Regions from separate parts of the Mus musculus genome. Here all the other regions are linked to region 1. The links are chromatin contacts, called in public Hi-C, HiChIP or PLAC-seq and promoter capture Hi-C maps. All regions are on one chromosome and are shown on one strand. Each heading gives the region's core, a stretch centred on a gene start, on an enhancer-like site or on the middle of the called end of the contact. The rest is flanking DNA. Distances are from core to core; before and after follow the strand shown. Region 1 holds the start of Cdkn2aipnl (CDKN2A interacting protein N-terminal like). Region 2 overlaps Gm30217 (a long non-coding RNA gene). Region 3 holds the start of Tcf7 (transcription factor 7, T cell specific). Region 4 overlaps Sec24a (Sec24 related gene family, member A (S. cerevisiae)). Region 5 has its middle 12 kb from the start of Gm51894. Region 6 holds the start of Rmnd5b (required for meiotic nuclear division 5 homolog B).

Region 1 (4,754 bases), core at 1,563-4,062:
GATTGAGCCCACTTGTTACTCCACAGACAGTGCATAATTTATCACACTGACCTGTTATCTAGTTAAGAAAAGGTTTACACCAACTGTGAAGAAATAAGGAAAGGCCTTAAGACTGTGCTGCAGGAAAGGAGAATACGCACACCAACACAATGCAGTGTAAGCTGGGCCCTTGGTATCTACACTTGCAAATGCCTCTCACCTTTCTCATTAGTTCGCTTCTGGTTGTAAACTGTGGCAGGTCTTCCACTTCAATCCCATCAGCCATTTCCATCACCTTGTCCAGAAGGTCTTTATTATAACTGCACAATAAAAAGCAGTAAGGTAAAAACCTGGGAAGACTCACCTGTCACTACGGGTTAGTAAGAAAGTGTAGTTATTAGACTGTAAATGCTACCCCTAGAATACAGAACCGCTTGGTCACTGGTAAGGTCACACTATGCCATCTGAGGTTTGCCTCAGCCTTCGCTGTAGCTGGAATACAGATGCGTATATATCAAGCTTTGTAAAGACTGATTTGATACTGCAGGGGAGACCATAGGTGCTTAGCATACAAGTTAACAAATAGTTCTTCCTGCCTGTGAGGACAAACTAGGCTTGAGAACAATGCCAATACAGCAGATGTTCCAAGAATTACAAAAACAGAGGCAAGAGACATGGCTCAGCAGCTAAGACAGCACCTGAGACTCTTATAAAGGACCTGGGTTCAGTTTCTACATGGCTGTTAATTTCAGGTCTCAGATATCTGACGCCCTCTTCTGGCCTTGGAGGATACTAGGTACATATTTGTACATAGTCATACACATAAAATAAAAATCTTTTTAAAAATTACAAAAACAGGAGTTTGGAGAGATAATTTAGCAGTTGAGAGCACTTGCTCTCAGAGGACCCAGTTTCAATTCCCAGCATCCACGTCAGGTGGCTCACAACCACCTGCACTTCCATCCCAGGGAATCCAAAGCTGTCTTCTGGCCTCCAACGGCATGAGGCACTCTTACAGTGCAGGCATGTAGACAAAATGCCCATAGGTATAAAATTTAAAATAGGTATAAACAAGCAAACAAAAAGTTAAATTAAAATTACAGAAACAGGAGCACCATATACCTGGTGGTACATATTCATGGATGAGATTTGAGGGCCTAAAAATTGGATTATTTTTAAAACACACAGAACGTTGGTCTCATGAAAATAACACCATTTATCCCTTTTGTTCAGTTCTCCGTCACGTGTCTGAGTTTGGATTCTGTAATCTCAGATTTTAAAGGGCACCGCAGGAAGGAGGATGGGCCTGTGTGTGTGATGGGTGTGTCTAGCTCAGCGTCCCCACATCCGGTTCTGACAAATCATCCCAACATCTGAAACCAAGCCGCTTCAGCACTGGTGATGAGGCTCGTGACTGAGTGCTTATTTTGGATGTGTAAGGGCCTGGGTTTCATCCCTAACACAAAACCCAAAAAGTAAACCAAGCAGTTTGGCCTGGAGGGGGTCCTGTGACCACTACAAAATCAGGTATGAGTGAGGGTCTCCTGTTCTAACACAACCTCACGAAACTCTAGAAGCCTGGAAGAGCCTGGCCATGCATGCCTCTCAGGACGTGGTTGCCTAGGTGGATCAAGTTCTAGGATTGCCTGGGCTACACAGTAAACTGGAGGCCAGTCTCAGTTATAAGGGAAGACTGCCTCAAAAATTAAAAATCACGGGCTGGAGAGATGGCTCAGCGGGTAAGAGCACCCGACTGTTCTTCCGAAGGTCCGGAGTTCAAATCCCAGCAACCACATGGTGGCTCACAACCATCCGTAACAAGATCTGACTCCCTCTTCTGGAGTGTCTGAAGACAGCTACAGTGTACTTACATATAATAAATAAATAAATCTTTAAAAAAAAATTAAAAATCACAAGGGAGTATAAAAACCTGGTGTCATTTCCAGGTGGAATATCTCAAGGCCAGGCTCTTGCCTTCCAGGTGTGATCACAAAGACTGGGGAGGGCGGGGAGTTAGGACAGCAACAAGATAGCATGGGTTACTTTCCTAAGAGGGAAGCCAAGAAGAGAAAGGGGAGAAAAGATTACATCCTGCCTTAGCGTGAAACCCACCAATGGTGAGATACATCACATCCTCTTGCTAGGTGTCTTCATCTAGAGGAAGAGTCTGCACTTTTGTCACGTGGGCGACAGGAGCTAATAGACTTCAAACACACTCTGGAAAGGAAGTCCTCTGGGCTAATAAACAGTAATAACAATGACCATTGCAATTCGGCCGCCTTGGAGCACACCTGCACTGCACGCCCTATCATTCAGCTGCTGTAGTCATCCCAACCACTCATTCACAAGAGAAAAGCGAGGCTCAGAGGAGAGATTTTTTTCCCGAGGGAATGCTAAGAGGGGATCAGTAGGAGGCTGGCGCCAGGTTCAGCGTGGAGCAGTGTATATGCCCAAGCTGAGGATCGACTGATGGGGACAAGGTCAGCCAGCTGTCGGGGGTCCGCACCTGCAACCCAGGAAGAGGTGGTTGGCCCAGACCATGGATAAGGACAGCAGCTGGTCCAGGCGGCCGCCGCCGTCGGGTGGGTCTCGGTAGTCAGGCAGGTGGCGCAGGATGAACTCCATGCGCGCTTTCCATTGCTTCTCGCTCTCCGAGTAGGAACGAAACTGCTCGGCGAAGTCGGCGGCCTGCCGCACGCCGGAAACTAGCTTCTCCACCGCGGCGCTGGCCTCGCCACCCACCATGGCTCCCGCTGCCGCAGCCGCTGCCGCCGCTAAGGATCGCACCAGCCCGCCGCTTTCCCGACACGCCCCGCGCCGCCGCCGCACGGCTAGAGCGACCACGGCTGAGGGCGAGTGCTCTGGAGGACTTATCTGGAGCGCCCTCGCGGGGCACGGAGGTCTAGTGCAACCCAGCGTGTGTGGCAACTGCTGGGGAGCTTGAGGCCCGCCAGCATAGAGCTGGCAGCTAGGTGCCCATTGGGACTCTGCAGTGCCCTTTTTGCCCTGGGTCGTTCACCGGGCATCTGTCTATCCTCAGCCACACCTGAGGTTTGCCCTAAGTTCTGTGGCTGTCCCTTGGGAGTGAGGTCCTCTCTTTTATGGATCCACTGTTATCTCAACATCTTCACTGAGGTTGTGTTCTCCTATCTTGCTGTATTCATCATCCAATCAGTACATACAAGGCATTTTGTTTCGTGCCCAGGATGCCCCACTCTAAAGGACTTTGTGAGGGACCCTCATGGTGGAAGGAGAGAACCAACTCCTGAAAACTGTCCTCTGACTTCTACATGCAAGTTGTGGTACTTTGATGTACACACACACACACACACCAAGCAAGTAAATAAATGTAAAAATATAAAATGTAAGCTTGAGTCAGAAGAAAGCCTAGAACTCAGGACCTCCAGATCTAGTGAAGGTCTTAAGTGGTGAGTGGGCTTCAAGGAAGTTCATTATATACTGTTTACTATTGCAGATCCTTCCCTCCCGCTCCCCCAGGGTCATACACGGCCAAGCTGGCCTACAACTGCTTGCTTGCTCCCTTCTGTGGCTTCTGTGGCAGTGTTAGGATCCCAGCAGGCAGAAATACAATCCAGTCCGCAAATGCCAGAGCAGTGAGGACCAGCACCAAGCTGGGTGCTCTCACCTCAGGAAGACACAGTGCTGACACTACGGCTTGGAACATCTGAACCAAACATGAGAATCCAAAGACAGAAACAGCTTTCCCCCAGCAGTCAGCAAGTTAACTGGATAACAGCGACCAGAGCTGAGTCCCAGGATACAGATGCCATACCCTGACTGATACTGCAGTGGCAGGTTCCCAAGTGAAACCTCAGATACCCAGAGTCAAGGTCCCTGGTAATTCTGATTCTAGCTTCAGCTGATCAGACTCTGAGGACATTTGATGTGCCAGGCACAGTGACAGACACCTTTTGTCCCAGCTACTCCATATGTCAAGGCAGGAGAATTATTTGAGCCTGGAAATTTGCTGCCATCCTTATCACCAGAGAAAGATGCTTGACTCTTAAAAACACTGCGGAGGCTTCAGTGAGCTACATCCTTGGTTCCTTGGTTGTGTACTGCAGTGGTTGGTCTAGAAATGAGAGCATGGGGGCTAGAGAGATGGCTCGGGAGTTAAGATAACTGGCTGCTCTTCCAGAGGATATGGGTTCAGTTCCCAGCACCCTCATTGTGGCTTACAGCCACCCACAACTACAGTTGCTTTGTTTGTTTTGTTGTTGTTGTTTTGTTGTTTTTTAATAACATAGGCCATAAGCCTATGCCTGAGCCTCTCCAGAGCTGGTATTTTAAGTGTGTTCCACCATGCTATTGGATTTTGATATAAATTTTAGCATCTCTTTGTTGACTTCTAGAGAAGCAGACTGTTGATATTTCATACGGGATCATGTTGACTACATAGATTCATTGGAGAATTAACATATCACTAGCGAATCTTCTAGTTTACAAACATGGCAACGACACATCTTTCCATCTAGTCTGGCTTTTTGTGCATGTGCTTTTGTTTTGTTGTTTTATTTACTTAGTTTTTGAGATGGTGTCCCTTTCTGTGGTCCAGAGAGTTCTTGAAGTCTCAACCTTCCTGCCTTAGCTTCCTAAATGCTGTGGTTACAGGTGTGCTGCTGCTGTATGTATGGGAAGTGGTACTTGCTTTTTAAAAGCAGGTTCTTAGGTAACCCAGGATGGTCTCAAACTCCTTTGGTAGCTTAGGCTAGCTTTGAAATACTGATCCTTGGACTTCCATTTAGGATTGCAGG
Region 2 (4,609 bases), core at 1,875-4,374, 340 kb before region 1:
GGGGGAGGGGAAGGGGAGTGCTGTGTGCCCCGGGGAGACTCAGAAAAATAAGAAGCCTGAGAAAGCCAGCCCCCTCCCACCCAGGAGCCCCCTTGGCCCACAGTGTTTATTTTCGTTGTCATAGGTTTCTTCTACTGAAGGAGATGCCCTGGTTTTTGAAGAAAATAAAGTGAGCAAACAGAACTTTGAAGATCAGAGATCCCCCCCCCCCAAAAAAAAAGGTACATGGGGTTAGGGACCTACCTCAGTTATAAAGTGCTTGCCTCGCACGCACAGAAGCCCTGGGTTCAATTCCCAGCACCATATAAACGGCGTGGGGGTTCATTCCTTTAATCCCAGCAGTGGGGAGATAGAGGCAGGAAGATCAGAACCTCAAAGTATCCTTTTAGGGATTTCAAGGCCAGCCTGGGCTATGTGAGACCTCATCTCAAAGAACATGTTTATGTCTAGAGATATGCTCTATATCACAGCAAAAGGCCTACTGGGTGTTTCTAAGAGTCAGCTGACATTGCCCAGGCAAGCCTACTACCAGAGAACACCATGTGGTGACACACAAGGTTCATTTGCTTTTGCTAGGGACAGTGGCAGGTGGGAGGGTCCTATCAAAATGGCCAAAGAATTCTGACAATTCCTTACTCCAGAGGAAAGTCATGGAATCTTTCTGAGCAAGAGACTCGGTCCCCAAGTCCAGGAGGAGGCCCTCTCCAGGTCCTAGTGCCAGACTAAGGCCAGAGTGTCAGGGGCTACTGAAAAGGTTACTCTATGATCCCTAAATTTCAGGCCCTCTGGAGTCTCATCAGCCTGTGATCTGATCAGCCTGAAGCCACATGGCCTTGGTCCATCTTCTGTTGCTCGAACAAAATACCCAACCTGGGATAATTGATAAAGAATAAAGGTTTATTTGGCTCGAGGCTCAGAGGCACAACAGCAGCATCTGGTGAGTGTCTTCTGGCTGCATATAAGGCCATTAGAGTGACACTTGAACCTCTCTCACACTCCTGACCAGTTCCCCAGGTCTCCATAGCTAAATGCCATCCACACGTGGCTGGGAAGACCAACCTGGCAAGCCTTTATGGGGCACACATTCAAATCACAGCACAGCCCTAGACCTGAGCCAGGTGGGCGGAGAGCTGACCACAGGTATGGAAGAAGGGACAAAGAAAACCTTATAGAAGGACTAAGGGGACAAACATGAGACCAGAAGAAGGCCAACTAGAGAGTGTAATGAGGCCAGGTTGTTATTCATGCCCATGTTGTAGGTTCCCAAATATTTTTTAAGTTGGATTTTTCTTTTTTGCAGTGTTAGAGGTTGAAGCCAGGGCCTTGTATCTTCCAGATTCCAAATACAAGCTCTACCACTAAGCTCCATCGAACTGTATTCTGTATGTTTGTAGAGAATATATATATATTTATATTGAATCTCTATGTATACTTATAAAATCTCTAACTGCATTCTAAATATTTATAGGGAAGATATACACTTACATAGAATCTATATCTATATATACTCATATAATCTCTAACTCCATCCTATATACTTATATAGAATGTATATAAATATATTCATATAACCTCTAGCTGCATTTTAAATACTTATCCCCACACCCACAGGCATGTGTAGCTCTTACTCCTCATCAAAGAACCAGAGATGGTTTCAGAATGCCATCACTGGCTAAACTGCAGAGATCAATTGGCCATGAGGTGCCTGACCCCATGACATTTACAATACAACCCCTTCACTTGAGGCTCAAGAGGCATGGAGGAAGAGGGGGAGGAAAGATTTTAAAAGCCAGAAGCCCAGGAATGTTGTTGTGAGATAGTCTGTTCTGGGTGGGATAGGGGGGAGGGAGACAGAGCAGAGTGGGTATGGAGGAGGGGCGTCTGAGAAGAGCTGGGAGGAAGAAGGAGGTAAATATAATCAAGATACCTTACATGACATGTCTGAAGAATGAATAAAAACATTATATTATTTAAAAAACAAAACCCTAGCAAACAAACTAATGAACTAACAGAAAGCAAGCATGATTACTCCTGGAAATGCCCCAGACCCACACATGGCCCGCATTCAAGATCGCCATTATGACCACATTCTTTCATTTTAATTATTTATTTTTATTTTATGTACACTGGTGTTTCGCCTGCCTGCATAACTCTGTGAAGGCATCAGATAGTGAGCTGCATGTGGTTGCTGGGAACAGAACTGGGGTCCTCTGGAAGAGCAGCCGGGGCTCTTAATGGCTGAGGCATCTCTCCAGCCCCTGTGACGGTGTCCTTAAAAGTTATTTTACTTATACTAAAAGGTGAATGTGTGTGTGTGTGTGTGTGTGTGTGTGTGTATGTGTGTCTGTGTGTGTGTGTGCGCGCGCGCGCGCACGAGCGCGTGCTCACTCACTCTCATGTGTGTGCTTGTGTGTGCTGTCCCAGCCATTGTACATTTGCTTATTTAGCATTTTTGTTTGTTTGAAGACAGTGTCATGTAGCTCAGGCTGGCCCCACATATGTCTGAAGATTGCCCTGCCTCTCCTTCCTGAGACCTCAGATTACAGTATATACCACCTCTCCCAGTACTGGGAAGTCAAACCCAGGGATTCCTGCATGCCAGGCAAGCACGCTACCAACAGTCCCTTGCCCTGCTATTAAACTTCTGACCCTCTTACCTATCTCAGGTTCTGGAATTATAGGCAGTATCTCCATACCTTCTTTTGCTTTTGTGAGATTAAGTCTCATTTAGTATATTATGCTGACTTTGAATTCACTATATGTAGCCCAGACTGGCCTCAACTCACTGCAATCCTTCTGCCTCAGCCTCCTTACTGCTAGGATTACAAATCTGAGCCAGCAGACCTAACTGATCTTAAGTCCCTTCATTTTCAGCATTGCTGGCTCCCTGGCCTACCTCAGTGTATCTATTCTTGGGTTTCAAGAGAACTGGGGAATATAGGATCCTCAAGGCCCTGCCCCCAGCCAGGGGCCAGGGGCCTCCTACAGACTTTAAGGTTTGACCACATTCTACTTTCTCTAGGAGGCTGCTTTCTCTGTGGAGACCGATGAGAACACAGAGCAGAGTGTGCCCAACGACCTCTGCAGAGTTCTGCATGGGGCATTCTGAGGTTTGCAAGTGGCTCCGCCCAGACTCAGTGCCGGATGCCAGTCAAGGAAAATGTACATGGCTGCTCCGCCGTCTCCAAAAACCACTGGGCACTGGGACGGGAGGACAACAAACCAAGGCACGTCCCAAACGAGAAACAGGTGGCTTCCTGCGAGTATATCCTAATGCGGCCTCGGCTCGGTCTCCCCGCTCTCCAATGTGGTTCCCATTTGCATGAGGCTGAGTCTTTAGAGCCTGTAGCCCAGATGCAAAATGATATAAATTACAGTTGGCCACTCCAGCCTGCCTGCTTGGGATTGTGGCATAAACATTAAGGCAAAGGCTTACTGATTATAAGGGAGAGATACTGCAGAGAGCTAGGGAGGGTAGGGGACCCAACCTGTCCTCTCTCTGCTCCTTTTTGCATGAAAGGAAGGGCCCAACTCAATTCTCCCAGGCATCTTTAAGGACAAGGCATCCTAAAAACCAGCAAGGAGGACCTGAAGCTTCATCCTCAAACCTCGCCCATTCTATGAGCATGAACATTGCCTTCCTCCGTTCTTGTTCTCCGGCCAAGGTGGGTCCCACTATCTGAGGTTCCCCAGCTCCCAAGAGCTATTCCGATCCTTCATGGAATATTCTGGGCATTTGGTTTAGCAACCCACTGATGTTCTACCCCCTGGATCTTGGCTTCTCCCTTCTTATAGACCATACCAATTATCCCTGATTACAGAATGAATGTATAGCTCTCCTTGGCTGCTGTTTGCAGACCCTGGTCTTCAGAAGATGGAGGGGGGATGCGTATGTTGAAGGTGCAGCAGGAGGTGAAGGTGGGTCAAGCTTCCGATCTTCTCAGTAGGATGTGGTGGAGCACTGGGGAGACCCCAGCCCTGCAGAGTTAGAGCCATAAAAACAAGCTCAAGAACAGCCTGGGCAGCCGGGCGTGGTGGCGCACGCCTTTAATCCTAGCACTTGGGAGGCAGAGGTAGGCAGATTTCGAGGCCAGCCTGGTCTACAGAATGAGTTCCAGGACAGCCAGGACTACACAGAGAAACCCTGTCTCGAAAAACAAAAAAACAAAAAACAAACAAACAAAAAAAAACAGCCTGGGCTACATGATGGGTGGGGGCTTGAAGGCCCCCCCCCAACCCAAAACAACACTGGCCTAAGCGGGTACTCTGACCTTTAGGAAAAGCGGATGCCCCTCCCACCCTCAGCCTCCCAGCTCCAGCCAGCCCTTGTCAGTCAACCCTTTCCCAAGGACCCCTCAGCTCAAGATGACAGCCTCCGGGGTGGGGAGCACCTCCAGCTGCATCCCTTCACCACCAAGCAGCCTGAGGCAAAACATCCTACCCCACAGAGAACTTCTAAAAATATTATGTTTTTGTCAGAGAACCACCTACTTCCTTCAGGCTTTGATCTTCACACAGGCCCTTTTACTTACTGTCAATAACAGCCTGAAGCTACCATCTTCCTTTGAGGGTTACATGTCCAAGACACTGAATCCCTAGCTGGGCATGG
Region 3 (4,557 bases), core at 1,259-3,758, 320 kb before region 1:
CTCCCCACCCCTAGGCCTCTCAGCCCATTCCGGGTCTCTCGACCTCCTGTGCCTGCGCTCCTTCCTGTTCTACCATCTTGTGGGAGTTTACATCAGCTGCTACGCAGCGAGCCTTTACACTATGCTCAGTGTGGAAGCGGAGGCAGAGACTCCATCTATGCCACCCCCGCCCTCCCTATCCACAAGCTCCTTTTCTCCCCTCTTGCCTCCCCCTCACTGCTCATCCTCAGGGGGTGAGGCTTGGAGCCAGGATGCCCCAGGGCAGTGGATCCCAGGAAGGGGGGTTTTCACAGCTCTATAAAGTCATCCAAAGAAACCATCCAAAGGTGGGAAAGCTAACAAATCAGGAAAAAAAAATATTTTCTCTTGCCAAATAAAGGTATATATATATATATATATATTCACTAACATTTGAGGATAGGCTACTTCTGCACCAATAAAGCCGAAAGGCCTTGTTCTTTGATAAAAGGGCAATACCAAGCTGGGGAAAAAAATTACCCTGGAGGGCAGAATCACACCTCCCCAGCCCTGACTTTTCTTCAGAAATTCGACCCCCAATGACCTGTGTCAGTTGAAACTTCATGGTCTGCCAACTATCATGGAAGCGACATTGCCAAAGTTGGAGTCGTTTATAAACACAGGAGGATCTGCTGCGCTTTGGCTTAGGATGATCTCAATTTCTGTGCAATTTTCTCAGAGAAGTGCTCACCCCAAAGTTAGCCGGGACAACCTCGGAGCTGAGGTCGTAGGGGGAGGCCTCGCCCCTGGGCCCTTCTTCTCCTGTAGGCTTTCCATTGGAGCCCCTGCCCTGCCCCCGAATCTAGAGAAGATGGGGTCAAAATCAGTAGCAAACTGGCACCTGCGGAAGAAGGACTTTAGAGGTGCCAAGGGCGGGTTCTGCACCGCATCTCTATTGCCAAGCTCAGCATTAATGGCCAAGCCCCCCATCGCTGAGAAGGAGGTGAAACGGGCATCCCGGCTGGGAGCTGGAGGACTCAGAAGCCCCGCTGGCAGGGCGCTGATAGGATCTGAGCGCTGAGAAGCAAGGCCTGGTCTCTTTGATCCTCCGCCAGGCAGGCTGGGCCTGGACCGGGAGGGGCGGTGCGGCTGTCTTCCGGCCGGCTTTGCGCCGCTGCCAGGGGTCCTGTGGGGCCGGGAGTCGGAGAGGCGGCCAGTGTCCTCCTTCACAAATTACCCACTGTTGTTTCAACTGCTTTCCCAAGAGGTGGAAGAGGTCTACATTGACTCCAACACCGAAACGTTCTTGAGGCGGAGGTGTGCGACCTTCAGTTTACTGCATGGCTATCCAAAGGGCCTAGTGTCTTACAGAAACAGTGATCGGTCGTGGTGAATTCGATGCTGGGTGCCAAGGAGATGCCACTGAAGACGCGGCCTTAACTAGCGTCTGAGTCAATGGGCTCCGGATGCAACTTCCCAGACTGAGCAGCTGCCTAAAGACCCCAAGAGAGAATTTCGTGACCCATGTGGCCGCCGGAAGTCTCAGTTCCTGGACAGCAGGTTCTAAGCGTCGAACTTAGTTGAAAAAGTCATAGCGGGCTGGAGAAACCACGTGAGTGGCCACGATCCTTCCTCGCCTCGAGCCACCACATGTCATATATTTATAGTGTTTGATTTGCACATGCAACAACAGGCAGGAGCTCAATAAATGTGTGAGGCGCTAATGCTTGTGTCTATGTAAGCAGGCTGTCTGGAATAAGGTCCCTAATCGGCACAGGGATGATCAAAAGGGCAGGTGTTTGTGTGTGTGTGTGTGTGTGTGTGTGTGTGTGTGTGTGTGTCAGGGTCCATCTAGTATCCCGGGGACGTAAGAAGCCTCCAGATTGAGCAAAGGACGCTGTTCACACCAAGGTTCCAAGTCATCCACAGGTTCCACCGGTCTAAGGAACCACCTTCTCCGCAACTTGGACGCAAGTTGTGGCTGTATGATAGTTAAGGAAATGGAGTTCCAGAGTTTAGTAATGGATTTCAGGTTAGAGAATAGCTGGAGAGCGAGCCCTTTAAGATTATTCCCAGTGGGCCTGTCCCGGTCTCTCCAGGGAGGGGAGGGCGGGGCCTGGGACGTTAGCCCCTCCCACCGCGGCCCCGCCCCGGCGCCCGCCCCGCCCCCGGCTCGCTGCCCGCGGTGCCTTTGATGTTCCGACCCGCCGGCTCCCAAAGCTGCTGTGCCCCGCGCCCTCGCCCCGCGCCCACTGGCCGCTCAGGCGGAGTCAGCGTGCGCTCCGCCCGCCGCGCTCCGGGCTCGGAGCCCCGCACCCTGGGCTCGCCGCCTTCCCGGCCGGCTCCGCGCCCCGCACCCGGCGCCCCGGCGGGCGCAGCGCACCATGCCGCAGCTGGACTCGGGCGGGGGCGGCGCGGGCGCAGGCGACGACCTCGGCGCGCCCGACGAGCTGCTGGCCTTCCAAGACGAAGGCGAGGAACAGGACGATAAGAATCGCGACAGCGCTGTGGGCCCGGAGCGGGACCTGGCAGAGCTCAAGTCCTCACTGGTGAATGAGTCCGAAGGCGCGGCCGCAGGCGCCGGGGTCCCGGGTCCCGGCGTCCGAGTACATGGAGAAGCCGAGGGAGCGCCCGAGGTGAGCCCGGCCCGCTCCTCCCCGGAGGACCTCGTCCCGAGTTGGTAGCGTGCGGACCCGCCCCCCCGCGCCACGGTCCTCGTGGGTCCCATCTCTGGAGCCCCTCCTGTTCCCTCCGCTCCTCATGGCCCCTCTGCTTCGCTCTGCAGGCCCTGGGACGGGAGCACACTTCGCAGAGACTTTTCCCGGACAAACTTCCAGAGTCCCTAGAGGACGGTGAGTTTTTGCGCGGCTGGGGAAGAAGGCGCTAGAACCGGGGGTGGGGGTGTGGGGGGCGGGTTTCCCGGGCGCCGCTGAGCTGGAGTCACTTCCGGTGCCCTGACCTTTATAGGAGTAAACAGACCCCCGCCATCTCCGCCTCCCCTCCAGCCCAGGTGACTGACTAATCCTTTGCCTTGAGGAGCAAGCCTTGGCTAAGGTTCCCAAGCAGGAGGGTGGGGTAGGGAGTCAAGTCCCGGTCGCGAAGTGGAGGTCTGGACTCGGGGGTCTTTCCTCAAAAACTTGCCTTTGCGGATATTTCCACCCGTTCGGAGGTCGCTGTTCCCTGTCAAGTCACGAACTTGAAGGGGACCCCTTGGCAGGGTTTTTTTTTTTTTTTTAACCCCCCTCCGGAGCAGACAGCCTTCAGTCCTTAGGAGCAGCTGGCTGGGCTGGTGTCTGACCCAGCTGTGGTTTTTCCAGGCCTGAAGGCCCCGGAGTGTGCCAGTGGCATGTACAAAGAGACTGTCTACTCTGCCTTCAATCTGCTCATGCCCTACCCACCGGCCTCCGGAGCAGGGCAGCATCCGCAGCCTCAACCCCCGCTGGTAAGTGACCGAAGCAGTCAGGCCCTGTAATGGGGCTGGCTACCTACTTGACCACACAGGTGATGCTTGGACAAAAAAGGACTTCTCTGCCCAATTCCTAGATGCTCTTGCCCAGTTAACATCCAGAGGAGTCTGACCCAAAAGGAGATCTCTGAAGGAGCGCCCCGGCTCCAGTCTTTCTCACTTGCTTTTGACCTTTGTCTTCCCAACTTGCTCAAGCAGGTGCCTGTGTTGGCCCACGGTGGGGTTGAAAACGTTTTTGAGCTGAGCCCATGCCATTCCCTAGCGTGATGTGCATGCTCTGAGCTAGAGCTCTGTGGTTAGCTTTTTTTTTTTTCCTTCAGAGAAGCGAGGGAACTCGGGTGTGAGAAGACTGGGTAAGAGACCTAATCTTTTCCGTTGCCCAGTTCCACTGTGTCCTGACTGCCGTGTATAAGTCCTTGCCGAGGACCCATGCCACATGGTGTAGGTTTTGAGCGGGCTGGGCTGCTCTCGCACACACAAGGAAAGGTTTGCTAAATGTAGGACAGATCAGGGTGTTGGTTAGGGGTCAGCAACGTGAATCAGTGTCAGGCTTGGCGACACGGCTGTATTCATCATGAGCCATGGCTTTGGCCCTTCAAGGCAAGCAAAGTGTGAAGGGCTGGTTCTGAGCTGGGTAGCAGCCAAATATGACTTTTGAAAAGTTCTGGGGTTCCTGAAAACTACTGGGATTCCAGAGTGTCCTCAGTCAGGAGTTAGGGTGTACAGGAAGCATGGAGGTCTGTTGGGTGTCGCCGTGAGCCCAGTGCAGGTTGGAGCCCCGGGGTAGAGCCTTGGATGGCGAGTGGCAGACCCATGCAGAAGGCTCCCCGGTAGGGGGCTAGGATAGGGAGTCTAGGCCTCTTAGCCGAGGGAGACCTGGTAGTCTTTAGAAGTGGACTCCATTCTTTACCTGTAAGCTGTGTGTGTTGACAGAATGGTCTGTTTGTCTGTCTGCTTTTCTGCTCTGGGATGGCTTCTGTCTGTCTGTCTCTGCCTTTCGGCTCTGGGATGGCTTGGTAGATGAGGTGCTTCTCTTGTATGTAAAGAGGTGGCTGGCTCCTGACACTGCCACTTGACAGTGCCACATGCTCTAGATAGAGACTTGTGCCCTGTACAAACAGTGCTTAACCAAG
Region 4 (4,600 bases), core at 486-2,985, 260 kb after region 1:
GTGTTTTGCTTGCAAGTGTGCCTAGTGCTTGTGGAGGCCAGAAAACATCAGATCTTCTGGGACTGGAGTTACAGATGGTTGTAAGCCACTATGTGGGTGTTGGGAACTGAATTTGGGTCTTCTGCAAGACCAACCAGTGCTCTGGATCACTGAGCTATCTCTCCAGGCCCTATTTATTTAATACTAACAGGTGAAATAATTCACTAAAATTTTTCTCGTGGTATGCCAAAAAGCCTCTGTGCGATGAGCTAGACCACCAGCTTTCGACACATGCTGAGTGCTTACAGTGTGCTGCATGTTGTAGGGGGATGGGAGAGACATCATTGAACAAAATTGCCCAGACTCTTTCCAGGGCAGCCTTGTTCTAGGGGAGCCTCACAAGTTAGTGACCTGGGCATAAAAGCTGGTCTGGGTTCTTTGGCAAAGTCACCATAGAGGAGCACCTGGCATAGAGCCATCAGTGAGTGACATGTGACAGACTGAGGCTCTGCTGTTATTAAACACTCTTGCTTCCTGCAGATGCCTCAGTTTACCTGAACCTGCCTGGAGAAGGCGTTCTAGTCACATTCAGTCTGTGAATATTCATTGTTCTCTGCCTCTTGTATTCCTCTCCACCAACTGAGACACTAGCCCTCACCTCACAGCTCCGCCAGCCTGAGTGCAGCTACTACAGCACTAAAACTGTCCCAGCCTCAGCTCTGCTCTGCCACTGTCCTCATGTGTGGTACCACCCTGCTTCAGAGGCCGTGGGATCTGCTGTATTGAGTTTTAATGTCTCTCGTTGTGGAAGAAACAATTACCATCCAGCAGACGTGGCACACTTGCTGGGGTCTTCTTGCTATGCCATGTGTACCTTTATCTTGTCGCCAGGGTACCATCCTTCCCAGGCTTCTCAGCTCCATCACAGTCACTGCAGTTAGGCCTAGCCTAGCAGTGAGGAAACAGACACCAGGAGATCGGGTGACTTAGCAATGGTCAGGTATTGACTAGTTGAGACTTCCAGATGAGGCTACAGGGTAATGACTTCTTCAAAGATAAAATAATTTATGATAAATTTGCTAATTCTGTCTAATGATAATCTTTTAGCAATTGACATTTACAAAACTCTTTTTCTAATGTTGGGAGGCGGGGTGTTGTTTTATTGCAGAAATCTTTCCAGACTGGGACAAGTATACGTCTAGATGAACGAATTTTTGCCATGTGTCAAGTGAAAAGCCAGCCATTGGTTCACCTCATGCTCACAACACATCCCAGTTTGTACAGAGTTGACAACCTCTCAGATGAGGTAAGACCAACTCCCTGTTCTGTGGCTTCTTCCGAAAAACGTGAAGCCTGATTATATTCTGTACAGAAATGAGTTTGTTACCTAAATCCTTGTTTGTTTTTTCCTAGGTAAATGTACAGAAACTTTGATAGTTAGGGACATTCCTGAAAATATTAACTTTAAGTTTTCTAAGACATACTCTCTTTTTTTCTAATTTGAGATTTAAAGATACAGATATAGTATACAAGGTGTCTCAGAGTGTCTATTGCTGTGAGAAAACACCATGACCAAAGTCAACTTGGAAGAAAGGGCTTCTTTTAGCATAGAGTTCATCATCAAAGAAGTTAGGGCAGGAACGCAGGGCAGCAGCTGATGGAAAAGCCATGGAGGGTGCTGTGTACAGGTTTCTCTATGGCTTACTCAGTCAGGCTTCTTACACAGCCAAGACCACCAGACCATAGGGGGCGCTGTTGCGGGAAATATTTAAAAAGAACCACCAAGCTCCTGCACTTCATCCGCCCACTCTCCAGCAGGACCAGAGCTCCTGTGTTCCCTTCTCTTGGCTGCCATGCCAGCCACACGCAACGCACCGCAACGACCATCCACCCAGCAGTCAGCACCTCAACACCCAGCAACCCAGTAGAAACAAAACTCTAGAAGCTTATAATTAACAAGTCAGATTTAGAGGGCTGGAGAGATGGCTCAGCAGTTAAGAGCACTGACTGCGCTTCCAAAGCTCCCCAGTTCAAGTCCCAGCAACCACATGATGACTCACAATCATCTGTGATGAAATCTGATGCCCTCTTCTGGGGTGTCTGAAGACAGCTACAGCCAGCGTACTTTACATAATAAAGAAAGAAATCTGGGCCAGAGCAAGCAAGACTGGAGAGAGAAGAAAAAGTGTCTGAAGACAGCTACAGTGTACTTACATATATCTGACCTTTTTTAAAAGATTTATTTATTATTTATATCAATAAATTCTCAATTCACAAGATGCCTACACAATAATTTCAGGGCCAAATGATAATGATACAAGCTGCCCACCTAGATCAGACAAGTTATCCCAATTATTCTATCCCTATATGATGTTTATAACTACCTGTGGCTACTTAAAACCAATCCCACCCCCGTGGGATCAGGATCTTCCTGTTCATCTGCTCTCTGTCCCTGCAACTCTTTGTTCTGCCTCCCTTTTCCCTGTCCAATCACAAGCTTCCTGCTGCACTAATATTCTAATGTAATTGGACAGGAAAAATTCTACCCCCGGGCACTGCCCACAACGGGCTCTTCTCACATTACTCACTAATTGAGGGAAATGCCAATCTGGTGGGAGCATTTTCTCAGTTAAAGTTTTCTCTTCTCAGGTGACTCTAGCTTGTGCCAAGTGGACATAAGATAGCCAGCACAGAAGGCTCTTACCAGTTGTTCCTAATGTTTAACTTTATAGTTTCCTGGGCTATACCTAAATGGCTTATTCCTATAGTTCAAACAACTTTGGCTAAAACAAGAGGATCACTTGAGCTCATGAGTTTGAAATCAGTCCCTGCCTCAGAAACAAAATTCAAAAACTCTAAGAAGAGGAAGAGGAAGAAGAAAAGGAGGAAGAAGAGGAGGAAGAAGAGGAGGAAGAAGAGGAGGAGGAAAGAAAAAAGGAGAGAGACTTGATTAATCTATTATTAGTTGTATTTCACTAATGTCACTTATCTGTTCACTATATATTATATTTTTCAATTTAATTTTTAAAAACCAAAGTCAAGGGGCTGGTGAGATGGCTCAGTGGGTAAGAGTACCCGACTGCTCTTCCAAAGGTCCAGAGTTCAAATCCCAGCAACCACATGGTGGCTCACAACCATCCGTAACGAGATCTGACGCCCTCTTCTGGTGTGTCTGAAGACAGCTACAGTGTACTCACATATAATAAATAAATAAATCTAAAAAAAAGAAAAACCAAAGTCAAGCTTGATGGCACCGATAATCCTAGCACTTGCAAGGTGGGTCAGGAGTTCCAGGCCTGCCTGGCTAACAGGAAACCCTCTCTTTAAAGAATGTAACAGCCCAGTTGGTAGAATGCTTGCTTAGCATGCATGAAGCCTGGGTCCACTCTTCACCCTGGCATTAACCTTGCATGGTGGTTCATACCTACATTGTCAACTCTTGGAATATGGAGGCAGGAGGATCAGAAAAGAAATTCAGAGTTATCTTTAGCTACACAGGGAGCTGGCAACCAGCCTGTACCTAAAGATCTGGTCTCAAAAAACTAAAGATGGGAATGGGCTGGAGAGATGATCTGTGGGTAAAGTGCTTCGCTGCACAAGCATGAGGACCTGAGTTAGTTCCCAGAATATGACACTATGGATCTGTAACCCCAGCACTGGGGAAGCCCAGGGACCTGCTGGCCAGCCAGGTAACTGAGTCAACAAGCTCCAGGTTCATTGAGAGCTTGTCTCAAAGAATAAGGTGGCAAGTGACAGAAAACACCTGCCATTAACTTCTAGCTATACAACTAAGAAATAAATATGATCAGAATTTAATTTTAATTATTAGAGTCATGTGGCTTTGTTTAATATACATAATATTCCATGTTTATTATGCATAACTGACTTGCCTATTTAAGATCCAAACTCTTATAAGTCAATTCATTTCATTGTGTTAGCTACTTAACCCTGGCTCTCGAGAGCTGAGCGTGGTACCCCAGGCCAGTAATTTCAGCAATTAGAGGAGGAGGCGGAACAATCTGGAGTTCAAGATCAGCTTCAGCTACGTAAAAAGTTTGAGGCCAGCCTGAGCTATGGCAGACTCTTTTTCCAAAAAAGTACTGAGGTTAGGAATAAAATGTTTATTGTGGAAGCATGAGGACCAGAGTTCAGAACCCACATGAAAAACAAGGCAGGCATGGCAGCCACCTGTCATTTTATCACTCGAAATTTTCAGAGGCAGCAGATCCCTGGGATAATCTGCCTAATTAGACTCTACGTGTACATGTTAACCTGTATCTAACCTGTATCTAAAAAACTTCATTCTTTGCCTCCTTCAGGGAGCTCTCAACATCAATGACAGAACCATACCTCAGCCCCCCATTCTTCAGCTCTCGGTGGAGAAGTTGAGCAGAGATGGAGCGTTCCTCATGGATGCAGGCTCAGTGAGTGGATTAACTCAGCCTTATGAGCTCAGTGTGCTGCTGAGCCTCCTTAATGGTTGGCTTCAGCTGCTTTTCTTTATACATTAGCGCTGACCATTCTCCCTGCTGTCTCCCATTTCATAGTGTTTAGTAGTTCTCTGTACAGTCTCACTAAGCATGCTCATGCTTTGACGTTTTAAAGCATAACCAATGATAAA
Region 5 (4,622 bases), core at 667-3,166, 380 kb before region 1:
AACCTTTTTTTTTTTTTTTAAGATGTATTTATTTTATTTATATGAGTACACTGTAGCTGTCAGACACAGCAGAAGAGGACATTGGATCCCATTACAGATGGTTGTGAGCCACCATGTGGTTACTGGGAATAGAACTCAGGACCTCTGGAAGAGCAGTCAGTGCTCTTAACCGCTGAGCCATCTCTCCAGCCCCCGACACACAACCTTTATATTTATAATAAGCCCTTAATGCACTACAGCTGGGCAAATATCTACCCTTTAAGCTTTTATATCTACTTCCCTGTCAATAACCCCGAGTTATAACTTGTCATGTTCCATCTGGGCTGCTCTTAACTCCAGTTGGCCAGCCCTCAAGGCCATATTTTCATGACTCATTTATCCCATAGTATCTTCCCTCTCTCCATCTAAGACTCCCTCCTTGTGGTCTCTCCTCAGACTCCAAGCCCGGGAACCCAAACCCCACCTATCTTTCTTCTGTCCAGTTATAGGCTGTAGGCATCTTTATTCACCAATCAGGGATAACTTGGGGAGCAAGATTACATGGTATCTCTTATGTGTGTGCAGATTCTCTTGTCCCTGGGAACCAGTATTTAGTATTACAATACATACCAAAACCAAACCTCAACAATTTAGTGTGTGTGCAGGGGCATATGTGCAGGTGTGTGTGTGTGTGTGTGTGTGTGTGTGTGTGTGCTCACCCTTGTTGGCAGCCATTCCCATTTAAACCACCACAGCCCTGTACCTTCTTCAGGGTCTGGGACCTGCATGGTAGGAGGAAGCACACCTATGCCCGGACATCTCTCAGCTTCTGTCCTGTCCCTCTCCCTCAGATGTCCCTCGCTCACTCAGCTTCCACTGAAAGTCTTGCTCCCCAGCACTAAGAACTGAGCCAGAACAGGATATGGGAGAATCGGGTGCCGCCGCTGCCCTTGCAAAACTAATAATCAAAGGATTAGATAGACTTTGCTCAAAATGCCGTAGAAATAGCATGTAAAGACTGGCCACAGTGTCACATGCCTGTGACCCAGGCACTCTGGAGTACAGGAAGGATGATCAGGAGTTCAAGGTCAGAGAAAGGTTGAAGTCTGGACCACGTGAGATATTTTCTCATAAAAGCAAAGCGAAACAAAACAAAAATGAAGACTGACTGGACCCACATTTAAACCCAGCACTCAGGAGACAGAGGCAGTTGGATCTCTGAGTTTGAGGCTAGCCTGGTCTACATGGCAAGTTCTAGCCCAGTCAGTGTTATGCAATGAGACTATGTTTAAGAAGAAGAAAAAAGGGCTGGAGAGATGGCTCAGAGGTTAAGGTTAAGAGCACCAACTGCTCATCTGAAGATCCTGAGTTCAAATCCTAGCAACCACATGGTGGCTCACAACCATCTGTAATGAGATCTGATGCCCTCTTCTGGTATGTCTGAAGACAGCTACAGTGTACTTGCATATAATAAATAAATACATGAAGAAGAAGAAGAAGAAGAAGAAGAAGAAGAAGAAGAAGAAGAAGAAGAGGAGGAGGAGGAGGAGGAGGAGGAAGAGGAAGAGGAAGAGGAAGAAGAAAATCAAAATTAAAAAGAAGCTGAGAAAGGCCCCTAGCAGCGTCTTCACCCCATTTTCCTCCAAAGAGGAATGCTACAGGAATGTAATCTGTAGCAGTCTCATAGAAGATTCTAGGCGTAGCCAAACACAGCTGAATACAGCCCCATGAACACTGCAGCCAGAGTCATGGAAGACTAAAGTACAGTCCCAGGGAAGCCGGGCTTAAGATGAAGGTGGCAGTGGGTCAAATGAATTAGATGAAGTGGAAATCGTAGACTTCACGGACTGAAGCTGAGTTTCTAGCTGTAACTGGGGAAAGGGCGGAGGAGGCGTGGCCTCTGGGGAAGATGGCGGATCTAGGTGCGACCATTGGCTGCGCCACCCTCCTGATTTCCACAGAGGCCAATCTTGGGGGAGGGGACAGCCTCTGGGACGCCCACCAATCTAGTCAAGGGCAGCTATTGTGGGGCAAATCGCTCTTGGTGTCCTTTTCTTGTCGGAGATACATAATGATACAGGAAAAGGGGCGAATTGAACCTAGACCAGGTTTCTTCTCAACACCACTGATTGATATAAAATTCCCTGTGTTTGCTGACTCCTCTATTTCTGTCCACTCTGCCTGGCCTTTACTTGGGCTCCCTGGCAGAGATAGAGAGGCTCTTACTAGGTAGCAATAGCTTGCCAACCACGCCCACGGATGTACTTCCACCCACTCACCAAGAGGTGGCAGCACCACCCCAGGTTGCTTGCTTGGAAGCCTGTGTGATCTCTTGAAGAAAATTCATTTTCCTGCAGGCATCAGTGCACTTTTTTCCTGATGAGGAAAGTGGGGCCAGTAAGAAAACGATTAGGGTTGCCTTTCATCCCCAATAGCGTGTTCTGATGGCTCTCTGACCCGATCCCAAAGGAGATTCAGTCCTTGCTTCTGGGGAGCATTTTAGCAACCTCTTGAGGTATTTTTGATCTTCACAGGTTGGGTGTAGGAGGCTGTCATAATTAATCTTCATTGTCAACCTGCCTGGGTTTGGAATCACCTAGGAAACACACCCGTGTGTGGCGGTTGCACAGAGGAGGGAAGACCCTGGATGTAGGCGGTACCATCCCATGACTGGGGGCAGGGACGCGGGGGGGGGGGGGGAGGGCAAGACTGAATCAAACAGGAGGAAAGGAAAGAGCAAACCGACCACTGGCACCCCTTCCCATCTCCTACCCGCAGATGCAGTGTGACTAGAATCCACACACTCCTGCCCCCAAGCCTTCCCCACCACAACGGAGTACCCTCAAACCAGAATAAACCTTACCTTCCTGAAGCCAATCAAGGGATAATGCTGGGGGGGGGGGGCATGGGCAGGCCTCTGTGCCGGACCTTGGAGGGACCAGGCATGCCAAAGTCCTTGCCTTCCTTCCAGGAGATCAGGCTTCAGAGAGAGATGATGTCTCTGTGAAGTGAGAAGTATGGTCTTGGGGACAACTGAGAGACTAAGATAGAATGGCACAGACAGAGATCGACTTTAACAGCCATGATGGAGTGTGGGGCCAGAGATATGGGTTCTGGAAGCCAAGCTCTGCTCTCTGCACGTGCAGCAAGCACTCCTAACCACTGAGCTATCTCTCCAGCACCCCGTGCGTTCTATTTTTCCGTTACTAGCAGTTCAGTGGGTGTGCCTGCACTACATCACTATGGATAGGGGATCGATGTGTTGCATGTGATAGACCACATGGAGGCAATGGGAATTCTTCTTTGGATTCCTTGGGACAGGGCTTCTCTATGTAGCTCTGACTGTCCTGGAACTCGCTCTGTAGACCAGGAGCCTCCAGAGATCCACCTGCTTCTGCCTCTCCAGTGCTGGGATTAAAAGTGTGTGCTACCCCCTCACCCAGAGGCAATAGGAATTCCTTATCTCATGGGACCGCCCCCGTGTCTACTCATCTGTGTCCTCACACAGGGAGACAGGAGCGCCTGCTCTGAAGAAGCTCCAGTGACAAGAGAAGACGTCACCTGCTGGCTTTGAAGTTGGAGGAAGAGGCTACATGGCAGGAACCATAACTCCTCAGGCTGAAGAAGACAAACATAAGGATATCCCTGAGAGCCAGGGAGGAAGCCTGCCTGACGACACTTTTGTGCCTACCCAGGGAAGCCATTTTAGGTTTCTGGCTGCCAGCACTGTAAATATTGTTTGGTCTTGTTGAGACAGGGTCTCAGGCTATAGGCGTGGATGGCCTCATACTTAATGTGGCCCGGAGCGGCCTTGGTCATCCTCTTGCTCCTGTCTCGAAAGGGTTGGGATTCTAGGTGTGTACCAACACTCCTGACTCAAAATGGTGTTTCTTTGGACCACCAAATGTGTGCTAATTCAGAGCAGCATAAAGAAACAAATGTAGGGGTGGTGGGGTGGCTTAGTGGGTAGGGATGCTTCCTGTCAAGCTTGACAGCTGGGATCAGCTTACTCCTTGGAATCCAAAGGGTGGGTCCCAAATGTCCTCTGATTTTCATATTCATGTAGACCCAAACCCTCCCACCACCACCAAATATATAAGCAGACAAACAAATAACTAAAACATAAAAATAACAATATTCTAGCTAGCCACTGCTAGTGGTGTACACCTTTAATTCCAGCTCTGGGGAGGCAGAGGCAGAGGAAGGCAGATCTCTGTGAGTGAGGCAAGCTTGATCTACAGAGTGAATTCCAGGACAGCCAGAGATACGTGGTGAGACCACTGCCTCAAAAACAAAAACAAAAACAAAACAAAAAAAACCCACAAGGGCCGGGCATGGTGGCACATTTGTTTTATATCAGAACGCCATGGGGTGAGGGGGCAGCTCTGTGAGTTCAAGGCCAGCCTAGTCCATAGAGTTCCAGGACAGCAAGGGCTGTTACAGAGAAACTCTTTCTCCAAAACAAAATGACAACAAAATCCACAAAAAATAAACAAAAATAAACAAAAAAAAAGAGAAAGAAAAAAAGAAAAGAAAAATAAAGATAAAAAGTACCAGATACTAGGACATTTGTTTTTCAGAAGGATATTTGGGGCCAGCAACTTAACTATGTTATACATAGTAAATTAAATTGTATTCTCTGA
Region 6 (4,753 bases), core at 876-3,375, 330 kb after region 1:
CCTCTTTTATTAAGCAGAGAATGTTGGTCAGCTCCCAGCATCTCTGTGGCTCACTATGTTCCAGTAGCGATGAAGACAAAGTCCTGAGCCCAATGGAGCTTTTATTCTAAAAGTTGGGGAGGCGGAGATAGGGGCAAGAAAGCAAAATCAACACATAAACACATGATTTCAAGCCAAGGCTGTAAAGAAAACAAAGCTAGATTGTGCAAGGTGGAGGAGGCGGAAAGAGGAGCATGTAATGGCTGTAGGAAAACCTGCAGTAAAAAAGAAGCTGGGGGCTGGAGAGGTGGCTCAGCGGTTAAGAGCACCAACTGTTCTTCCAGAGGTCCTGAGTTCAATTTCCAGCAACCACATGGTGGCTCACAACCATCTGTAATGGGATCTGATGCCCTCTTCTGGTGTGTCTGAAGACATCAACAGTGTACTCATAAAAACAAAAAACAAACAAACAAACAAACAAACAAAAAACCCTGCCTAGCTGGCGTGGTGGCGCACGCCTTTAATCCCAGCACTTGGGAGGCAGAGGCAGGCAGATTTCTGAATTCGAGGCCAGCCTGGTCTACAGAGTGAGTTGCAGGACAGCCAGGGCTACACAGAGAAATCCTGTCTTGAAAAGCCAGAAAAAGAAAGGAAAAAAACGGGGGCGGGGAGAGGGGAGTGCATGAGTTGCTGGAGGACCCCAGGTGATGGTGCACACACCTGTAATCTCAGTACACAGAAGGTAGAAAGAGGTCCTTCGTGATGTAAGGAGTTCAAGGCCAGTCCTGGGTAGGTATCAAAGACCCTTTCTCAAAAGATTCTCTCTCTTTCTTTCTCTCTTTCTTTCTCTCTTTCTTTCTCTTTCTTTCTTTCTTTCTTTCTTTCTTTCTTTCTTTCTTTCTTTCTTTCTTTCGACAGGGTTTCTCTGTGCAGTCCTGGCTGTCCTGGAATTCACTCTGTAGACCAGGCTGGCCTCGAACTAAAAAATCCGCCTGTCTCTGCCTCCCAAGTGCTAGGATTACAGGCATGTGCCACCACTGCCCGGTTCTTTCTTCTTTTCTTTTCTTTTTTTTTTTTTTTTTCCTGGTCTCAAACTCAGATCTGCCTGCCTTTGCCTCCGCAGTGCTGGAATTAAAAGTGTGTGCCATTACACCCGGCTCCTTCATTCTTTTTAGTTAGGGCATGTATACAACCCCTATTTCATTTTGCCCCTAAAGAGGGGCTATTTACAGAGAGCAGCTGGGCTGGGGGCTATGGATGCATAGGGTTAGGTGAGCCCGTAAGAACAAAAACCGAACTCTTAAAAATTGTGTGTGTGTGATGTGAACGTGGGTGTGCTTGCCTGTACAAGTGTGTGAGGGCCAGAGAAGGATTTGGGGAGTCTCGCTCCAACACTCTCCACTTTATTCTCTTGATCCTAGAGCTCTGCTTTTTAGCTACATTAGCTGGCAGGCAAACACAAGAATCCTTAAGTCTCTGCTAACCCCACTCCTGCAATTACAGGCCCGCGCCAGTAGGTGCGAGCCAGCTTTCTAACAGTACCTGGGATCTCAACTCAGCCCCTCACACTTGTTTTGCAAGCACTTTCCCTGTTACCTCAGACTCTTCCTTTAACATTATTTGCTAGTTCAAAATGCATCGCAGGAAATACTTAATCACTGGACCACATACATGTAATGGTCTCTTAAAATGTTCATTTTTCGGGTGCTGGGGGTGGACCAAGGGACCTGCGTGTACTTTAACCCTCCCCCTGTCCTCCCCCTCTCTCTGTCGTAGCTCAGGCTGGCCTAACTCACTTTGTATCCCTGGATCTCTGATCTTCTTATAATTATAAGATTATAGGCGGGTACCACAATACCCAGCTTTGTTTATTTTCTGAGCCAGAGTGTCGCTTTGTAGTCTAGACTGGCCTGGAACTCCCGGCGCTCGTCCTGCCTCCGTGTCCCCTATCCCAGCCTGGACATTTAAGACCTAGTTTACTGTGGTTGGGGGCCCGGATTAGGCAGGTGCGCCAGCTAATACTTCCGGTAGAAACTCGTGACAACCCGTCGGTGGTTCTGACGCGCGGAAACCCAGGTTTGCTCCGGATCGCAGAGGCCAGGCGTCCCGGCACTGCGCAGGCGCTAACTGTTGCCTGGCTCCGGCGAACGATTCATTCGGCATTCCTTGCAAAGCCGCGGGCGAGACACACTGTCTCCCCACGCTCCGCGACACCACGCATGGGCGAGCCCGGACCCACCCGAGAGGCAACCGCCGCGCCTTCCGGTTCCGATGACAGCGGCGCCGGAAGCGGGCTGAGCTGCAAGACTAGGTGACAGCCTGCCGGCTCCCGGTCCCGGGGTGCGGGGCGCCCCGACCAAAGCCTGGAGCAGTCGTCGGCCACACCCTCCAAGGGCTGGTGGAGTCGCCCGGACTCCGACGTCCCGTCCTAGTGCACCTGACTGAGTCAGAGGTAAGCAGCCAGTGGGTGGCGGGGTTCCGGCAGGGCACTGCAGGAGGGTCTCTGGGAGGATAAGTAGGAGTTTGTCAGTCTTTGCACTACTATGCGGGTCAAGTCGGGGTCGTGGCATGCCCCTAGGGTAAATGGTGGGCTTTCCTGTCCTTTCAGTTTTAGGTGAAGAAGTGACAATGTGAAACTTTCTAGTATTTGTAGGGATATGATTTGTTTGAGTGTAAAATACAGGGCATTCGATACTGTGGTTTGAAAAGATGACACGTGTGTGGAGACCTAGATAAGGAGCCAGCCATGGGAAGATGTGAGAGAGTGTTCCGAGAAGAGGATAGAGGCAGAAATAAACTGGATGTACCCTGGAACAGAAAGGCTGGTGGTGGTAGAGTGTGGCAAGTGATGGGGAGAGTCATTGGAGTGAGCATCACCAGGGAGTTTGTTTGGATAGAACTTTTGTTTTTCTTTTGTTTGTTTGTTTGTTGTCTTTGAGACAGGGTCTCTTATAGCCTAGGCTGCCCTGGAGCTTTCTAAGTAGACCAGGCTGGCCTTGAACTCACAAAGATGCATCTGCTTCTGCCTCCCATGTGTTGGGGGGTGGGGTGGGTTAAAGTCCTGCACCACCATACCCAACCTCAGATTTATTTATTTTCTTTTATAATGATGACGATGATGACAACGACGATGACGACAGCATTTCTCTACATAGCCTTGGCTGTCTTGGAATTCACTGTGTAGACCAGGCCAGTCTGAAGTCAGACAGATCTGCCTGCCTCTGCATCCTTAGTTCTGGGATTAAAGGTGTGAGTCACCACACCCAACAGATATTTTTTTTAAACTTCTTATTTCTAGGTGTATGGGGACCTTTTGCCTTCATGTGTGTCTGTGCACCACGAGATGCAGTGGATGAAGAGGGCTTCAGGGTCTCTAGAACTGGACTTACAGGAAGTTGTGACTGCCATGTGGGTGCTGAGAACAGAATCTGGGCTATTTGCAAGAGCAGCAAGTCCTCCTTAAACACCGAGCCATCTCTCCAGCCCCTCTAGTGTGAAGTTTTAACATTTCCTTCATATCTCTTTCTATCCACTGGAAGCTTTTGATTCAGGCCTTCTTAGCCAAAGGCTAGGAAATGGAGGTATTGTTTAATCAGTTAGGCCTACTCAGCCCCGTGATGGGCTAGGTCCTGCAGGGAGGGAGGGGACAAGACCAGTCTCCAGGCTTTGTTTAGCTGCTAGTCCAGTTGAGACACATCTGAAGAAGCAGTCAGGAGGATGTGGAAGTGTGTGGAACCGACACATCAGATTTGTGATGCAGAAAAGAAGGGTGCACAAGGAAGATAGAGCCGTGAGAAGAGGCCTGAGCTGGAGCCCAGGAAGCCATATAAAATGGTGGATGTGACCAGGGACGTAGCACATGCCTTTAGTTCAGCAGGTGGAGCTTTGTAAATTCAAGGTCAGCCTGGATTTCAGAGAGAGAGGTGATTGGTGACCTTTTGGGAGCCTGGGTTTAACTTGAGTTGGCAGAGGTGTGAAGAGGGTGCTTATGGGAGTGAGTGGGTGTAATGAAATAAAGAAGAGAAGCAGGGCTTTGGGTGTAACACCCTCTGTGGCTCCGCACTTGTCCAGCATGTGTGGGGGCTTGGCCCTGAAAAATCAATAGATTAATTAAAAATGAATGCATTCCTGATGATATGTAATTCCAGCTACTCGGAAGGCTAATGCAGAAGGATTCCAAGTTCAAGGTCAGTCTGAGATACAGAATGAGCTCAAGGGCAGTCTGGTCAGTCTAGGGAGTTCTTGACTCAACACAAAAAGCTGAGGTTGGAACAGGGTGGTGGCACACGCCTTTAATCCCAGCCCTCAGAAGACAGGGGCAGGCGGATCTCTGAGTTCCAGGTCAGCCTGGTCTACAGAGAGAGAGAGAGAGAGATCTGAAAACAAACAAGTGCACAGTAGACTGGGGTGCAGCTCAGTCGGGGTGGGGGTTCCTGGGGGAGGGCATGCTTGGTGTTGAGGCCAGCATGAACCCATTTCAAAACAACAAAATAGCATCATCAAGATGTCTCAGTGAGTACAGATATTTGTTACATAGTCCTGGTGACCTGAGTTCAATCCCTGGAACCCACATAAAGGTGGAAAGAGAGAACTGACTGCACAAAGTTGTCTGAATGTGGCTTCTGCCCAGATCAGAAGCACGAATACATCCGTTTTTAAAAAGCAGAACAAAGCCGGGCGTGGTGGCGCACGCCTTTAATCCCAGCACTTGGGAGGCAGAGGCAGGTGGATTTCTGAGTTGAAGGCCAACCTGGTCTACAAAGTGAGTTCCAGG

Evidence for each region. Promoter capture Hi-C pulls out the DNA fragments that hold promoters and counts their contacts. Hi-C and Micro-C count contacts between places; a contact is called where the count stands out from the background. HiChIP or PLAC-seq counts read pairs in DNA pulled down with a chosen protein or histone mark.
Region 2: a contact with region 1 is called in an H3K4me3 HiChIP or PLAC-seq map of the SCID.adh cell line, with 9 read pairs. The contact joins the enhancer-like site here to the promoter of Cdkn2aipnl in region 1. A contact is called at or near these places in 4 of 39 promoter capture datasets (the 3T3-L1 cell line, the C10 cell line, hematopoietic stem and progenitor cells and 1 more), 1 of 484 Hi-C or Micro-C datasets (liver) and 4 of 115 datasets of contacts at active chromatin or transcription factors (the SCID.adh cell line, bone marrow-derived macrophages, embryonic limb bud and 1 more).
Region 3: a contact with region 1 is called in an H3K27ac HiChIP or PLAC-seq map of embryonic stem cells, with 8 read pairs. The contact joins the promoter of Tcf7 here to the promoter of Cdkn2aipnl in region 1. A contact is called at or near these places in 2 of 39 promoter capture datasets (the C10 cell line and neural stem cells), 2 of 115 datasets of contacts at active chromatin or transcription factors (bone marrow-derived macrophages and embryonic stem cells) and 2 of 9 other capture datasets (adipose tissue and pancreatic islet).
Region 4: a contact with region 1 is called in a Hi-C map of embryonic stem cells, with 2.5 times the contacts expected there. The contact joins the enhancer-like site here to the promoter of Cdkn2aipnl in region 1. A contact is called at or near these places in 9 of 39 promoter capture datasets (the 3T3-L1 cell line, the C10 cell line, the HPC-7 cell line and 4 more), 7 of 484 Hi-C or Micro-C datasets (bone marrow-derived macrophages, cerebellar granule neurons, cerebellum and 3 more), 1 of 115 datasets of contacts at active chromatin or transcription factors (bone marrow-derived macrophages) and 1 of 9 other capture datasets (adipose tissue).
Region 5: a contact with region 1 is called in a promoter capture Hi-C map of trophoblast stem cells, with 5 times the contacts expected there. The contact joins the enhancer-like site here to the promoter of Cdkn2aipnl in region 1. A contact is called at or near these places in 16 of 39 promoter capture datasets (the 3T3-L1 cell line, 3T3-L1-derived adipocytes, the C10 cell line and 10 more), 5 of 15 datasets of contacts at CTCF or cohesin (the NIH/3T3 cell line, embryonic stem cells, large pre-B cells and 1 more), 16 of 484 Hi-C or Micro-C datasets (the C10 cell line, CD8 T cells, the HL-1 cell line and 12 more), 8 of 115 datasets of contacts at active chromatin or transcription factors (the SCID.adh cell line, astrocytes, embryonic forebrain and 4 more) and 3 of 9 other capture datasets (adipose tissue, embryonic stem cells and liver).
Region 6: a contact with region 1 is called in a promoter capture Hi-C map of embryonic stem cells. The contact joins the promoter of Rmnd5b here to the promoter of Cdkn2aipnl in region 1. A contact is called at or near these places in 11 of 39 promoter capture datasets (the HPC-7 cell line, cranial neural crest, embryonic stem cells and 6 more), 2 of 115 datasets of contacts at active chromatin or transcription factors (bone marrow-derived macrophages and pancreatic cancer cells) and 3 of 9 other capture datasets (adipose tissue, liver and pancreatic islet).

What each region holds. Positions count from the first base shown.
Region 1 is chr11:51,965,689-51,970,442 of GRCm38.p6, reverse strand. Cdkn2aipnl (CDKN2A interacting protein N-terminal like) reads right to left here and starts at 2,812. Exons shown (of 3, transcript NM_029976.3): 1 at 2,486-2,812; 2 at 200-299. The coding sequence starts at 2,724.
Region 2 is chr11:52,309,491-52,314,099 of GRCm38.p6, reverse strand. The region is part of intron 2 of Gm30217 (a long non-coding RNA gene); the gene reads right to left. Among named protein-coding and RNA genes, the nearest start is that of Gm30217, 4.3 kb to the right of the region's middle. Within about 2 kb of position 3,124, at least 25 of the 459 cell types and tissues checked have an H3K27ac peak or open chromatin away from gene starts, as enhancers often do. A contact at or near this core is called in the SCID.adh cell line, where this site is marked.
Region 3 is chr11:52,280,965-52,285,521 of GRCm38.p6, reverse strand. It overlaps Tcf7 (transcription factor 7, T cell specific), which reads left to right and starts at 2,508. Exons shown (of 11, transcript NM_001313981.1): 1 at 2,508-2,594; 2 at 2,744-2,810; 3 at 3,276-3,400. The coding sequence starts at 3,305.
Region 4 is chr11:51,700,961-51,705,560 of GRCm38.p6, reverse strand. It overlaps Sec24a (Sec24 related gene family, member A (S. cerevisiae)), which reads left to right. Exons shown (of 23, transcript NM_175255.3): 19 at 1,148-1,285; 20 at 4,299-4,403. Among named protein-coding and RNA genes, the nearest start is that of 0610009B22Rik, 15 kb to the right of the region's middle. Within about 2 kb of position 1,735, at least 31 of the 459 cell types and tissues checked have an H3K27ac peak or open chromatin away from gene starts, as enhancers often do. A contact at or near this core is called in embryonic stem cells, where this site is marked.
Region 5 is chr11:52,344,090-52,348,711 of GRCm38.p6, reverse strand. No RefSeq gene overlaps it. Among named protein-coding and RNA genes, the nearest start is that of Gm51894, 12 kb to the left of the region's middle. Within about 2 kb of position 1,916, at least 125 of the 459 cell types and tissues checked have an H3K27ac peak or open chromatin away from gene starts, as enhancers often do. A contact at or near this core is called in CD8 T cells, the N1E-115 cell line, the SCID.adh cell line and 9 more, where this site is marked.
Region 6 is chr11:51,633,268-51,638,020 of GRCm38.p6, reverse strand. It overlaps Rmnd5b (required for meiotic nuclear division 5 homolog B), which reads left to right and starts at 2,125. Exons shown (of 10, transcript NM_025346.1): 1 at 2,125-2,431.